Linked DNA regions of Zea mays: regions 1 and 3 are each linked to region 2. The links are chromatin contacts, called in public Hi-C maps. All regions are on one chromosome and are shown on one strand. Each heading gives the region's core, a stretch centred on a gene start, on an enhancer-like site or on the middle of the called end of the contact. The rest is flanking DNA. Distances are from core to core; before and after follow the strand shown.

Region 1 (4,365 bases), core at 622-3,121, 190 kb before region 2:
TAAATAATGTACTAAAAATTGATGTACACCATTTGAAATGTAAAAAATATTTATACCATAAATAAATGATTGTGTTAATCTTATATTACTAGTGATATACAATGATAAATTTTAATTAATATTTAAAAGTCTAATTTTGAATACATTAGATTATTAGAGTTTTTAGAGTCCAAAATACAAATATACTTAATATACAAAAAGATTATATTTAGAGTCCAAAATATAAATATACCAGGTATAAATAATTTATTTTAAATATGATATTCAACTAAGTTTCAACTAAATAATGTATATGTAATATTGTTCATAATTTGCTTGTAATATAATTTTTACCAATTATAAATTTATCGAGAAAATAAATTAATACTTGTTATGATGTTATGTTCTAAATTAAGTAAGTATCTAAATCTAAATTTGAATTCGAACTATCCGTTTTCTATTCGTATCTGATAGTATTCGTAATAGAATTTGAATTAAAATATGATAAAGGATCTCGAATCGATCTCTAAGCCAGACCACGTGCTTGCCCTGGATTGTGGATTCTGTTCTCGGCTGTCACTTACTAGTGTTTGATGCGCGCCTTGCGCGCGTTGTTTTTTTTCATCAAATCAAATCCCCCTTCTGTCCGTTGTTTTTTTTTCATCAAATCCCGGGACCCGCCGCTTTTGCCCGACTTACCACTTCTGTCCGTTCGCTCGCTCGCTCGCTTGTTCTTATCCCCCTTGCTTTGCTCGTTCGTTCGATTGGAGCTAGCACATGATGTGGCTGCCCCAACAGGTTATCATCCTCAAAACGACGCAAAAACGCACAGGTTGTCAGGCTGATTCGCCTTGACGTATCCGTTAATCATGACGTTCCATGACACCACATTTCTCAAGTGCATTCCCTCAAAAACCTGGCGTGCGACATCCAAGCCACCGGGTGTTCTGGCTAAGGCCGTCATCAGGGTGTTGCAGGACGCGATGTCCCTGAATGGCATTTCGTCGAACAGGTAGCGGGCGGACAAGATGCCGCCGGCAGTGGCATAAAAGTGGAAGAGGGCGTTGGCAGCGTGGGGCGGCGAAGAGAAGAGGAGGCCGCGGCGGAGGAGCTGCCCGTGGAGAGGTGGCAGAGGCGGCAGCAGAGAGGAGAGGCGGGAAGGAGAAGTGGTCGGGGAATAGCGGGTGGTGGGAGCGGAGGAGGGCCGCGAAGAGGGAGAGGAGGGCGGAGAAAGGGATGCGAGGGCTTAGGGCGCGGAGTGCAGCATCGAGGGAGAAGAGCGGTAGGGGAGGAGGTAGGTGGCGAATGAGGCGGAGGATGTGAGCGGGCGTTGAGGCGGCGGAGCAGGCGGAGGCGATGAGGAGGCCGGCGGGGACGGGGTGGCCGAGGAGGAGGCCACGGCGGAAGAGGAAGGCGTGGGCGCAGAGGACGGAGGAGTGGGTGTGTAGACCGTGGCGGAGGAAGCCGTGGAGGTCGTCGATGATGGTGCCGCCGCCGGCAGCGGCGGAATTGGGGGAGGTGGAGGTGTCCACCATCAGTGGAGAACACGTGCCAGTGGCGCCATGGGTTTATTGGAGCTAGCCGCTGCGTGGATTCCTCGGCTCGCCGTCCGGATCTTGCCTCGCTGAGCTGCAGCTACCACGAATCCCGACTCGATTTGGCCGCGCTCGGATCTCGCCGGACTAGCGGGGACCGAGGCCTCTCGATTCGCCTCGGGGGCGAGATGGAGGGAGGCGATGGAGGATACCATACCCTCCTCGTGTTGGCCTCTTCGTGGCTTCAGGCGGCGTCTGGAATGCTCCGTGCAGGGAGGGAGGCGATGGAGGAGACCATACCCTCGTCGCCCCGCCCCCTCGTGCCTTCCGGCGGCGTCTAGAATTCCCTGTTGGATCTGGAGGAGTTACTCTATCTGGAGATCTGTCGTATGTCTTATTGAGATCGTGACCATTCAATTGAGATCATGCGGCTGTAGAAAAATGCTCTAACGTGGATGCGCTAGGAAGCCGCGTTTCCTTGCCGCTTTCATAATAAGGAAATTAGCTCGGAGGACTGTAGCCGGTAGCCGTGACGATTTCTACCACAGTACCACGTGCTGTAGCCAGTAGAGGCGGCGGCGGATGTCCCCGCAGCCTGCAACATCACCGCAACGCAACCCCTGCAGCAGTTTCACTTTCACTTCATTGCGCATCCATGCCACGACATGGGCCTTACCTGGGCTCCTGTTGCCAGATGTGCCGGGGGTCACCTTTGTACAGTAGGTACAGAAAATGGCCCAACATGGGGGTAAAGAAACAAAGAAAAAGCCCTACTCACTAACCAGCTATTCAAGGTTCACTGATGAAAAAATCATTCTCTGTAATGTAGAACACATAGTAAAGTTTTTTTTGTGTCGGAGACCGTGTCAAGTTATGCTCAGGTCCGGCCCGGCTAAAGAAAAACCTAGTTTTGGGGCTACTCTACCTACCGAGTTCAAAGTTTCCTCAAATACAAAAATTGAAGCTTTCCAGAATTGTCAAACTTTGGAACGAGCTTCTTTAGAGCTAGTTTGACAACTCTATTTTTCCAAGAGATTCTTATTTCCCCAACATCCCGTTGGATCATTAGAATTGAATTCCAATCTATTAATAGTAATTTAGGCATATATTAATTAAGCTAATTCAGTTTTATGTAAAATATATTTGTATTATATTATTAGCAAGATGCCGGAGATATTTATGTGCTACATTTTTACTATAGAGAAGTGATACGAAGAGTTTCATATAAGTTATAGAGTAGAAACAAATTCTACTAGTGCATAAAATCATTTCCGATCCTCTAACCTATGAATTTGAGATAGACTTATAAACTTTGGAAAGTGGTGGAATGTTAAATTCCAAACTAAATAAGTTACTTTATTGAGTGAATTTCAATTCCTCTAAAATAAAGGGTTCCAAACGCCCTGCAAAAGAGAAAATAAACTAATTTCTTTTAGTAAAATGCAAATGCTTTTAAAAAATATGGTTGCCAACCTAACTCTTAACGGGCTTTCGTATCTTGGCGTTCGTCCACAAAGCTTCTCCCTGCTTCATCTGGACCACCACCCGTTATTGGACACTTCGTAGGATCTATAATCACAACAAGGAAAAAAACAAGAGCACCCATAGTGCTAGATAAAATATAAATACTTGTTCGTCAACTCGCGTTGCTCGTGGTTAGCTCAGTTCGGTTTAACTTGACTTGTTACAATTTTGTCACGAGCTAAGCTAGCATGTCAGATCGAACGAGTTAGCGTTTGTCAGCAAAACAAAACCTACACTTATATTAGATAAACTAATAAGTGATGGTATGCGTTAATTTGATGTTGAATTGATGTGATATATGAAATTATGAGTACTATTACTCTTTTCTAGCGTCAAATTAATCTAGAATTAATGAAAAATTGATTATATTGTTGTATATATATGCATATTATTTTTTTTGTTGTGGCTCACGATCTAAACAAGCCAGCTCGAGCCCACCAACGAGCTGAGCCGAGATAATTCTCTGGCTCGGTTTCTTAACCAGCTGAACCAGCTTGTTAACTTAACGAGTCAGTTCGAGTTTAGTCGAGCCGAGCTGACTCGATATCTAGCGCTACGCGCACACACCAGTGGCATCCTACATCCTAAGATAAAGTAATGAGAATGCTAAAAATACTCTATTTGTCCCAAGTTAAAATTTGTTTTGCCTTTTTAATGGTTTCATACCACACTTAATGTATGTTATATATTGTCGGCGTTTCGACCCCGGGGGATCCCTGGACCGACGAGTAAACTGTCGCCGCGTGTCCCAGCCCAGATAGGTCGGCACGAGACGGAGCACGAAGGGGGGAAGGAGACAGGCAAAAAGGGGAAACCCGCAACCTTCGTGTTGTCCTGCGTCCAGGTCGGGTGCGCTTGCAGTAGGGGGTTACAAGCGTCCGCGTGGGAGAGAGAGCGAGAGACTTACGCGTCGGCCCGTTCTCCCGCGCGGCCAACCCTCCCGTACGAGAGCCCTGGACCTTCCTTTTATAGGCGTAAGGAGAGGGCCCAGGTGTACAATGGGGGATGTAGCAGTGTGCTAACGTGTCTAGCAGAGAGGAGCTAGAGCCCTAAGTACATGCCGTCGTGGCAGCCAGAGAGGTTTTTGCACCCTGTTCATGTGATGTCGTGGCCTTCGGAGGAGCGCTGGAGCCTTGCGGAAGGACAGCTGTCGGGGCTGTTGAGTCCTTGCTGACGTCTCCTTGCTTCCGTAAGGGGCTGAGAGCCGCCGTCGTCATGGAGCACGCGGGGTGCCATCATTATTTGTTTACCGGGACGAGCTAGATGGGACGCCGGTCTTTTTCCCCGTAGCCTGAGCTAGCTAGAGGTAGGGTAATGATGGCCCCTC
Region 2 (4,334 bases), core at 1,011-3,510:
AAATTGTATTTGTTAGCATGTATGATCGACTATGCATTGTGGTTGCGAATTAATTTAAAATCTCTCTAGTTATCTATGTGTGCTATTAAAATTCATTTAAATTGTATTTGCATTTTTTTTGTTAAAAATTAAAATATTAATATGGTAATCAAATCATAATCGGTTCTAATTGAGAACCGCTTGTGATACGAGTAGTGCATCACAGGCGATTTTTTCATTACGGACCATTTGTGAAACAAATCGAGCACCACAAGCGGTTTGTATTTCGGACCGCTTGTGATACTAATACATCACAGTCGGTCCGAATAGCCTGGGACATCCTAGGCGGTTTTCTATCCGAACCGCCTGGGATGTAAAAAGCCTACCGCTTGTATAGAGCCAAATTGTACTAGTGCGTGGAATATCCCATCATTTAACATGTTACTTATAAACTTAGACACGCATAAAATCTTCGGCCGAGGCATTAAGATTATCTAAAATACGGCAACGCCCAACCCAGACAATAGTAACATAAAAAGGATCTAGCTAAACATTATCATGATGACGATTTAAACAGTAGACTAAGGGGCTGTTTAGTTCGTGGCTAAACCTGCCACACTTTGCCTAAGGTTAGTCGTTCGAATTGAAGAACTAACCTTAGGCAGAAAAGTTAGGCAAAGTGTGGCAAGTTAGTCATTAAACCAAACAGGCCCTAAATACTGCAAGCTTGCATAACAACAGCGGCAAGGGAGAGTTCAGAATCCCTACTTCTGTACTGGGCTCTTTGGCCCTCATGTCTGGCTTCTTTTCTTGCTCCCAGCTTTGCTTTTGGATTTTTTGTGGGAGGCATTCTATGATGGGCTAGCTTCATCACATTGCTGAGGACGTTGAATGACACCATCAGCTGCATTTGTTGCATTGAGCACCTCTGAAAGTGAGTAGGGCTAGACGAAATACTCGTGGGCTCTGTAACTCGCTCGACTCGGCTCGTTAGTAGTTCGGCTCGACTCGGCTCATTTTAATTTTATAGTGAGTCAAGCTAGCATTCTAGCTCGGTTCTCTAATGAGCCAGCTCGGGTTAGCTCGTGAGCTAGCTCGCGAGCCAAACGAGCTAAGCCACAACACAAGTTTGTCTAGTCGTTCGTGTCGTCTCATCTCTCGTAGTCTTGTTTTCTCGTAGTTATGATCTGTAACGTGGACATATGTGAATGTGTCATGTGCTTAAATATTTGCATTATTGCATGGCTACATACCGACATTGAATATTTAATATTTGATTATTGGTTATGGTTTCGTGAACTTCGTTTCTAGCATCATATGGTGTTAGTGTTGTGCAATAAAATGTTACATATTTGTGGAATGGATGATGAATTACTTTATAATGATGCTTATTGCTATCTTATAATAAGGTTTATAAATCAGTAAGTCAGTACATATTTGGTTATTTAATTTAATATTAAAAGTTAGAAGCGCTAGGACGATGTTATGATAATAATATTATAAAGGTTTTGGGTTTGTAGTGTTAAACACTTAAAATATGATTTTTCAGTTATATATATATTTATGTATATAGATCTTTGTATTTAGTTGTGTGACTCGCGAGCCTAACGAACTAGCTCGAGCTTTCTAACGAGCCGAGCTGAGCCAGCTGTTATTTAGCTCGTTACATTAACGAGCCATAACGAGCCGAGCTGGCTCGATATCCATCCCTAAAAGTGAGCACCCCTTCAAATATCGAGAAAATGAAGTAATTAAAGAACAAGGAAGATTAGAGCTCCTCTATAGAGCTATGCCTCTCTCCTGCCATGAGGGCATGAGGGCCATGACGGAAACGTTGCCACGGTTGTTTCCCTATAGTACACAGAATATGAAGTTGGGGGAGATATGGGGGAGAATGTTGGAGACAGCCTACAAACTACTCCCTTCATTTTTATTATTTCACGTTTTGTAGTTCAATTTTACACTATTTGACGTCGAATAAAAAAGGATGCATGTAGTATATATTATGAGGTTGAACTAATTTGTACCTTGAATAAAGAAAATTAGTGCCCCACTGGAAAAAAAACGGTCCACCTAATTTGTTGGAAGCGAAGTTCAAAACTCAAGAGAAAATGACCATAATGCATTAAATTTCCGATCAAACTTGCGAGAGACAGTTCTGAACAAGACGTTGAACTCGCGCCATTGATGCTTCTTAATTTAATAGCAGTGGCGGTTGCACTCCTCCCACGACGGTGGCCATAGTTTAGTCGCAGCAGTACAGGCTCCACTTGGGAGCGAGGACGAGGAGGCGGGTGCCGCTCCTGTGGCTTCGCCATGTGCTCTCGCCCCGCGTCCTCGGCTCCTCCCTCCTCGGTATCTACATGCCATTATGCCAAGATCTCCCACTCTCCGATCTGACCAGGGCCGGGCCACCGCAGCCATTTGCGTCTGCTCTTCCCGAATCCCTGTCTCGCTTTGCCCTCCGTTTCTCCAGCTATAAAGCCGGGGGGTCCTGTGGCGTGTGACCTTTTTATACCGGATGTGCAGCGCAGGGTCAACTTCGTCAGGTTTCTTGGCTCCAACAACCTTCCTGGGTCACTCTGTAAGTACACTGGGCTGGGGGAGTGAGAGTGCCTCATGTTCTTGATTGGCTGGATGTTCTTGGATAGGATGCTCATCCATCTTGGTTGCTGCTTTTGCTAACCCCGTACGTTCTGCCGATCTGTTCTGTTCGTCTTTGCTGAACATGAACTCTTAGTTCAGTCGAGTTGCCGTACAGTATTCCAGATCAAGTGTGGGGGCTCAGATCCACAAGACCACTACGTGTTCAAAATACCTGCAGTTACTTACTAACACATACTGTCGAATTCTTTGATATGATTCTAAAACTTGTATGGTATGATGAGCTCGAGTCTAGTTGACCCTCCCCAGCTGAAAGTATTTGAAGTTTGATTCATTGTCTATTTCTTTTCTGTGTTCACTGCATCGAGAGTTTAGTTCGTTGTTTTCTTTCTCCGTGTGACTCTGCTCTCTTCATTCGATTCACACTGTTGTTAATTATCAGCCAGTCAGTCAATCTCAAACTCTCCATGCGGTTTCAAAACATTTGATGGCAACTCCGCTCCTCTGAATTCGACTGCTACCCAGAAACTGTAAAGAGATGGGGTGTGGCCCATCAATCCCCGACAAGTACACGATAGGTGGGAAGGGGCGCAAGCGCCGGAGCGTCATACAGGAGGTTGCCGTGTTCGTGCCCACCATCCGCATCCCAGTGGCCTCTGACATAGCTCATCCGCTCAGGGGAATAGTTTCCAAGGATCTTGTCGACCGACTCTCCACACTCCGTGCCCATGTCGCCTCGCTGGCTGAAGAAATCTGTATGTTCATCTCTGATCTGTCGTTACTACTGCTCAGCTCTGCTCTGCTCGCCGCCTGAGCTTGGTTATTGTAAAAGGTTCTGATTTACTGTTTTGAAATTGGCGACCCTATGCTATGCGAAGATCACGCGGACGTATCAGCTGTTCAAGAACTGCAGCATGCGCTAGAGGAGTACTTGCCAGTTGTTCTTGGTTTAACAACGAAAGGTTCCAGCCTTTTCTTGTTCACTTCTGTGTAATCTCTTTGTTTTTTTTTTTTTGAGGAATCTCTTCTGTATAATCTTCATGGTTAATCACTCAAAGAATTACAATGTAAATCTGATTGGTCTGAACAGAGAGCCGTCTTGAATCGTCAGTACAGTTCAGATGGAAGACCTTAGACGACGACCAGGCGAGAGTCTGGCACCTTTGCTAGTGTTTTAGTTCCTGTTATTATTTGGGTGCCTCTACTGATTGGATTACAGGATGTTTTTTTTTCTTATTCAGGAGTGTTGTCTGGCGAGCGCGTGGTATGAGGTGCTCTCGGTGGTCCACATGATGGCCATGCTTGCGTTGTTTGAGGCTAACCTATTGCTCATCCCAAAGAGCAGCCAAGGTGGTGGTGAAAGGAAGGTAGCAGAAGGTCTGTCTGTTCATCTCTTTGAAGTAGACATCCATGATTATTTTGACACTCCTAGTAACTTCTGTACCTTCTCAATCCAAATAACAGTCAAGTAGTGATGACACTTTGTGATTGCTTCTGCAGACGCAAAGAAGGATGTCGTCGATTCATTGCTCAGGGCGTCGGGATGCTTAGACTACTCCGTGCATCGCATACTTGTTCAGATACCTGCGCAAGTCAAGTACGCACTCACCACCCAATGCATGCTAGCCAGGAGAAGTCATCACTTCTGAATGTCCCTTCAAGCAGGTGCTCATCATATGCCTTGTGTTTTCAACTGCAGGAAGGGTTTTCCCAGTTACTTGCAGGAGGGCATGCTTGAGGCCATCTCAATT
Region 3 (4,436 bases), core at 1,104-3,603, 240 kb before region 2:
TCAATAAGCAATTCAAATCGTCTGGAAACAAGTCAGGCGGCTGACGCCGTTTCACGTAACACGACACCCATTGGGACTCAAGTCAACTGCTTGGACGATATGATTACACCCGCGGTCACGTCAAGTTACTACTCAGGGGCAGTTTGCTAAACGCTCAGCGCACCAAGCCGTCCCTTGCCCACACCCATTGGGGAGGGACGTCCAGGAATTTTCAATAGATTTTCCAAGCAGTCACATCCATACAGTATACGCAATGAATGTATCAAGACAGAAGGAAGATATCGATGGAGATCGGAGGAAAGACAAAAATAGCTGATGAAGTACAAGTCTAATCAACAGGAGCATTGAAGCACAAAGCGAAATGAAGACCAGCCAAAAGCCATCTACCGGATGTCCAATTTGTCGCAGATCAAATAAATTTCAAAACCTAATAGGACATGGGTAGACCGTGTTGTTGATCTCAAAGACAAAACTGTATGCTGATTTCTAAAGCATAAAGCTGGCAATATAATGCTGAACTCTAAGGCATTCGACGAAGATAAAAGGATGATTTCTAAAAAGCATGAGATGAAGACCTTTGAGTGGATTATTTTTAGTAATCCACTCAAAGCTCGGGGGCTACACCCATTGGGTGCACCTCTGGTGCACCTAATGAATCATCAACCCCAAAAGATAGAATGCTGATCTCTAAAGCATGAACTAATGATAAAATGCTGATTTCTAAAGCCTGAGATGAAGACAAGACAATGCTGATTTCTAAAGCACGAGATGAAGATGAAAATGATTTCTAAAAAAACTTGAGATGAAGACCTTCGAGCGGATTATTTTCAGTAATCCACTCGAAGCTCGGGGGCTACACCCATTGGGTGCACCTTCGGTGCACCCAATAAATCCTGAACCCCAGAGAGCAGAATGTTGTTCTCCAAGGCGTAAGCACGAGACAAAGCATTGACCTCTGAAGAATAAAGCGAAGATCGATGAATAAAGACAGTAGAGGGTAATAGAAGATCGATTTCACTAAGTTACTCAGAGCTCAGAAGCAACAACTCGATAAGCCCATTTTTCATGGTATTCTTTATCCAATTCAAAAATAGCAAGCTGGACCTAGAATCCTTGGGCCGATTATTTCAAAATCAACTCAAAGATTGGGGGCTTGTGGGGGACATATATCCCCCGGGTCCACTAGAAGGTTAGAATACCTCACGAAAGGCTCTGGGCCCGATGTTTCGCAAGGCCATCCCTTCGTGGGCCTGGGAGGAACGCTTGGCGAAATGGATCAACACAAGATCGGATCAACTTGAGCTCAGACGGCCCAACAGATTCGAGCAACATCCACAGCAGTAACCCGACTTTCCCGCGCTGCATCCTCAGGCATCGGAACTGAATGGCGATAAGTCGGCAGAATTATAGGAAGATAGGCTCAGTCGGTTCACTATTACTTAGGCACACGTTGTTATCATATCCGCATGTAACGCCCCACGGTCGAGTATATAAGCCTAGGGGGCATCCCCTCAAAAACATCTCACTCCTTAGTCGTCTACTCAACTCTCTAGCATCTCCCATACTAGAGAACTCCCTTGTAACCCATCACGTGAAAGATCCACACCAGGACGTAGCGTATTACGCATCTCAAAGCGGCCCGAACCTGTACAAGATTGTCTACTGTTTCTCGTGCATTCGACATGAACCATCGAGCTACAGTCGGTAACACCGTCCTACTCCAAAAAGCACCTCGAGGGACAATCCCGGGTGCGCGGTCGGACCCAAAACACCGACAGTCTCGGGCGAGTCAGAAATGCGCTGCTCGTGTGAGGTTGGTCTTGGACAAGCTGTGACTGCATCTCCTACCCGAGGATGATCTCGGGCGAGCCGTAACTGCGTTTCCCGCTTGAGGTTGGTTTTGAACGAGGCGTGAATGCGTCTCGCACTCGAGAATGGTCTAAGGTGAGTTGTGACTACGTCCCTGCAGACTTGAGAGTGGTTTCGGGTGATTGATCGAGTCGGCACTAGGCCATCGACATGCCGGGCCTCCAGCCGTCCGATGGATCTGGCCCATATGGACATCTATACATGTGCCCCATTCGCAATTGTACCGGCGGTGAGGTCGCCCGCATAGGACAGAGGACACCGGTGCGGTCCTTGCGAGCAGAGTTTTACGTACGACTAGGCTCTAGCTAGGTTACATGTAGCGCTGCACCCACGAGTCCACGACCTACCGGCCGGCGGGGCTCTGCCAGTGCATGTCCACCGCGTCGCGCGGCGCCATACCACCTCTTTCTGATTGCTGCTGCGTAATGATAAGCGCGCTTTCCAGCACTTCCGATCCTCCTCCTGTTTATAAATGCAATGTCTACCAGTAACTACTAGAACAGTAGCGGGCGGGTAGGCCGCCGGTACCAGTACGGCCTCAGCCAGCCTCCTGTACTTGCATAGGGGAGGCTAGGGGCTAGTAGTGCAAGTAATCCATTGCTCCTCCTTTCCTTCTCTTCCTTCATTCCATTCTCCTCCTCAACTCCATCGCATTGCTATTCCAGTCCTCACAGAGAAGAATCCCGCGAGCGAGCGAGCGAGCGCGCGAGGCGGCAAGGACGAACCCAAGACGTACGATGGCGAGGAGGCTGGCGTACACGACGGCGCTGACCACGCTCTTCAGCTACGGGCTGCTCTTCGCCTTCGGCCAGCTCAGGGATCTCTTCCGCCACCTGCTCGGCTGCTTCAGACCCAACAAGGACGACGACGTCAAGCAGGTCGGCCGGACCCCGGACGGTTTAATTTCCTCCGCGCGCCGGGGGAGAGAGAAAGAGAGATCTCGTCCCGCAGCAGTTTTAAATTTGGCTGCTCCAACTTTTCTGAGGTGGTAGTGGTAGGTGGCCTGATCCCGGCGGCATTGCCTCTGCCTTCAATTCATGCAGGGGTACGCGCCGATCTGCGTCGGCCTGGAGGATTTCTTCGTGCGACGCCTCTACCTGCGGGTTCAGGTGAGGTGACGAATGATGCTAGCGCGATCGGTTTTCGTTGCTCAATATGGGTAATGTGATTTGTTATGATAGTCACTAACTAGCCTGATTATATTATTAGTCTACGCGAAGATCTTACTTTTGCTTTTTTTCCCCCTCTAGAAATTAAAACAGGTTTTCCCTCCGCTTTAGCTGCGTAATAAAGCGCAAAACATCCAATCATATTCTAACGTAGACGTGCCTGCCAAATTTCTTTGCATCGGGTTACGCACTCATAGTCATAGGCTATGCATGTACTCATTCTGTCCTAGACTATAGTTTGTTGCTTTGGTATTTATGTCGGTGCGTTATTTTTGAGTAGATTCGTAGAAAACTTTAATAATACTTATCACTCCAAATAAGTCTATATCATAGTATCTGTCTTGTATATATCTGATCAAAATAGCAAACGATTGATTTCTCAAAAACAATTGACTATTTTGGCACGGAGGAGTGTATTGTAATCTATGGTGTCCCATAAATATCACATAAATGTTATGTGTATAGTGTACTCCCTCCGTCCTAAGGGCACGTGCAATCCTAAGACTAAGTATCGGTTTTCTAAGCATAAGACATAGCTAGAGATATGTATAATCTATGTTACGGTTCTCCGAGCGCTAGATATATCTAAGAAATTCATTCATATAAATGTATTTAAGCATTATATTTTATTCACTAGAACCCCTCAAGGAACAACTTATTTATGTGGTTGTAACTGTATTTTAGACATAGAGAACCATGTTAGAGATGTTCCTTCACCAAAATAAGTATCTTGTGTTTTTCTGTACTTACCTCTCTAGATACCCCTTTGTACATATATACCCTAAGACTATCTCTAGCAGCTTACTCATCCTCATACGCATATTCAAACTCTACTCTGCGAACAGTACAGAACATTGCAAAAACAGTGTTTTGGGTAAACTGCTAAACACGGTCTAAAAGGCTCTATCCACACAACACAATGTATCTAAATCATAATTGTATTAGCTCTAATGATAGCTCAAAAGATAGGTATTAACTTGGGTTGTACACAAGCTAAACTTTTTATGCATGAAAATTTTTGCGTGCGAGATGGGCACTTCATGATGAGTCTGTCTGTTGAGTTTTTTTTTCACTTAAGTCATATTCCTAGTCAAAGTATCATACTACAATACCCAAAAATGCCACATATGATGAAAAGTATGATACGGCTAGAAAGATACACTCTCCACAATGTATAGTATCATAATTATATGTTTAAACTAGTCCATTGATATGATGTTGTGTCTATGACAATGAACCCAAACATTAATTTTTATGGCACAAACTAAGACACCGTGCCAAAGCAGTATCTTGTCTATGATACAACTTTTTTTTCTCCCTTCTATTAAATGTCTTACCACATTTGCAAAAAAAACTATGTGGCATCTAATTAATAATGAGCATGATAGAGATAGCCTT

What was found. A called contact is a pair of places that touch in the nucleus more often than the background predicts.
Region 1: a contact with region 2 is called in a Hi-C map of ear, with 5 times the contacts expected there. The contact joins the promoter of LOC100193985 here to the promoter of LOC100383322 in region 2. A contact is called at or near these places in 3 of 25 Hi-C or Micro-C datasets (ear, leaf and tassel).
Region 3: a Hi-C map of tassel shows a contact between it and region 2, with 3 times the contacts expected there. The contact joins the promoter of LOC103652945 here to the promoter of LOC100383322 in region 2. A contact is called at or near these places in 3 of 25 Hi-C or Micro-C datasets (bundle sheath, ear and tassel).

Annotation. Positions count from the first base shown.
Region 1 is chr4:23,807,341-23,811,705 of Zm-B73-REFERENCE-NAM-5.0, reverse strand. It overlaps LOC100193985, which reads right to left and starts at 1,871. Exons shown (of 1, transcript NM_001139051.1): 1 at 602-1,871. The coding sequence starts at 1,514. The coding sequence ends at 888.
Region 2 is chr4:23,618,109-23,622,442 of Zm-B73-REFERENCE-NAM-5.0, reverse strand. LOC100383322 reads left to right here and starts at 2,260. Exons shown (of 12, transcript NM_001175980.2): 1 at 2,260-2,563; 2 at 3,109-3,338; 3 at 3,462-3,545; 4 at 3,674-3,729; 5 at 3,825-3,960; 6 at 4,084-4,180; 7 at 4,283-4,334. The coding sequence starts at 3,122.
Region 3 is chr4:23,856,077-23,860,512 of Zm-B73-REFERENCE-NAM-5.0, reverse strand. LOC103652945 (long chain base biosynthesis protein 2a) reads left to right here and starts at 2,353. Exons shown (of 13, transcript XM_020552482.3): 1 at 2,353-2,458; 2 at 2,535-2,747; 3 at 2,913-2,978. The coding sequence starts at 2,607.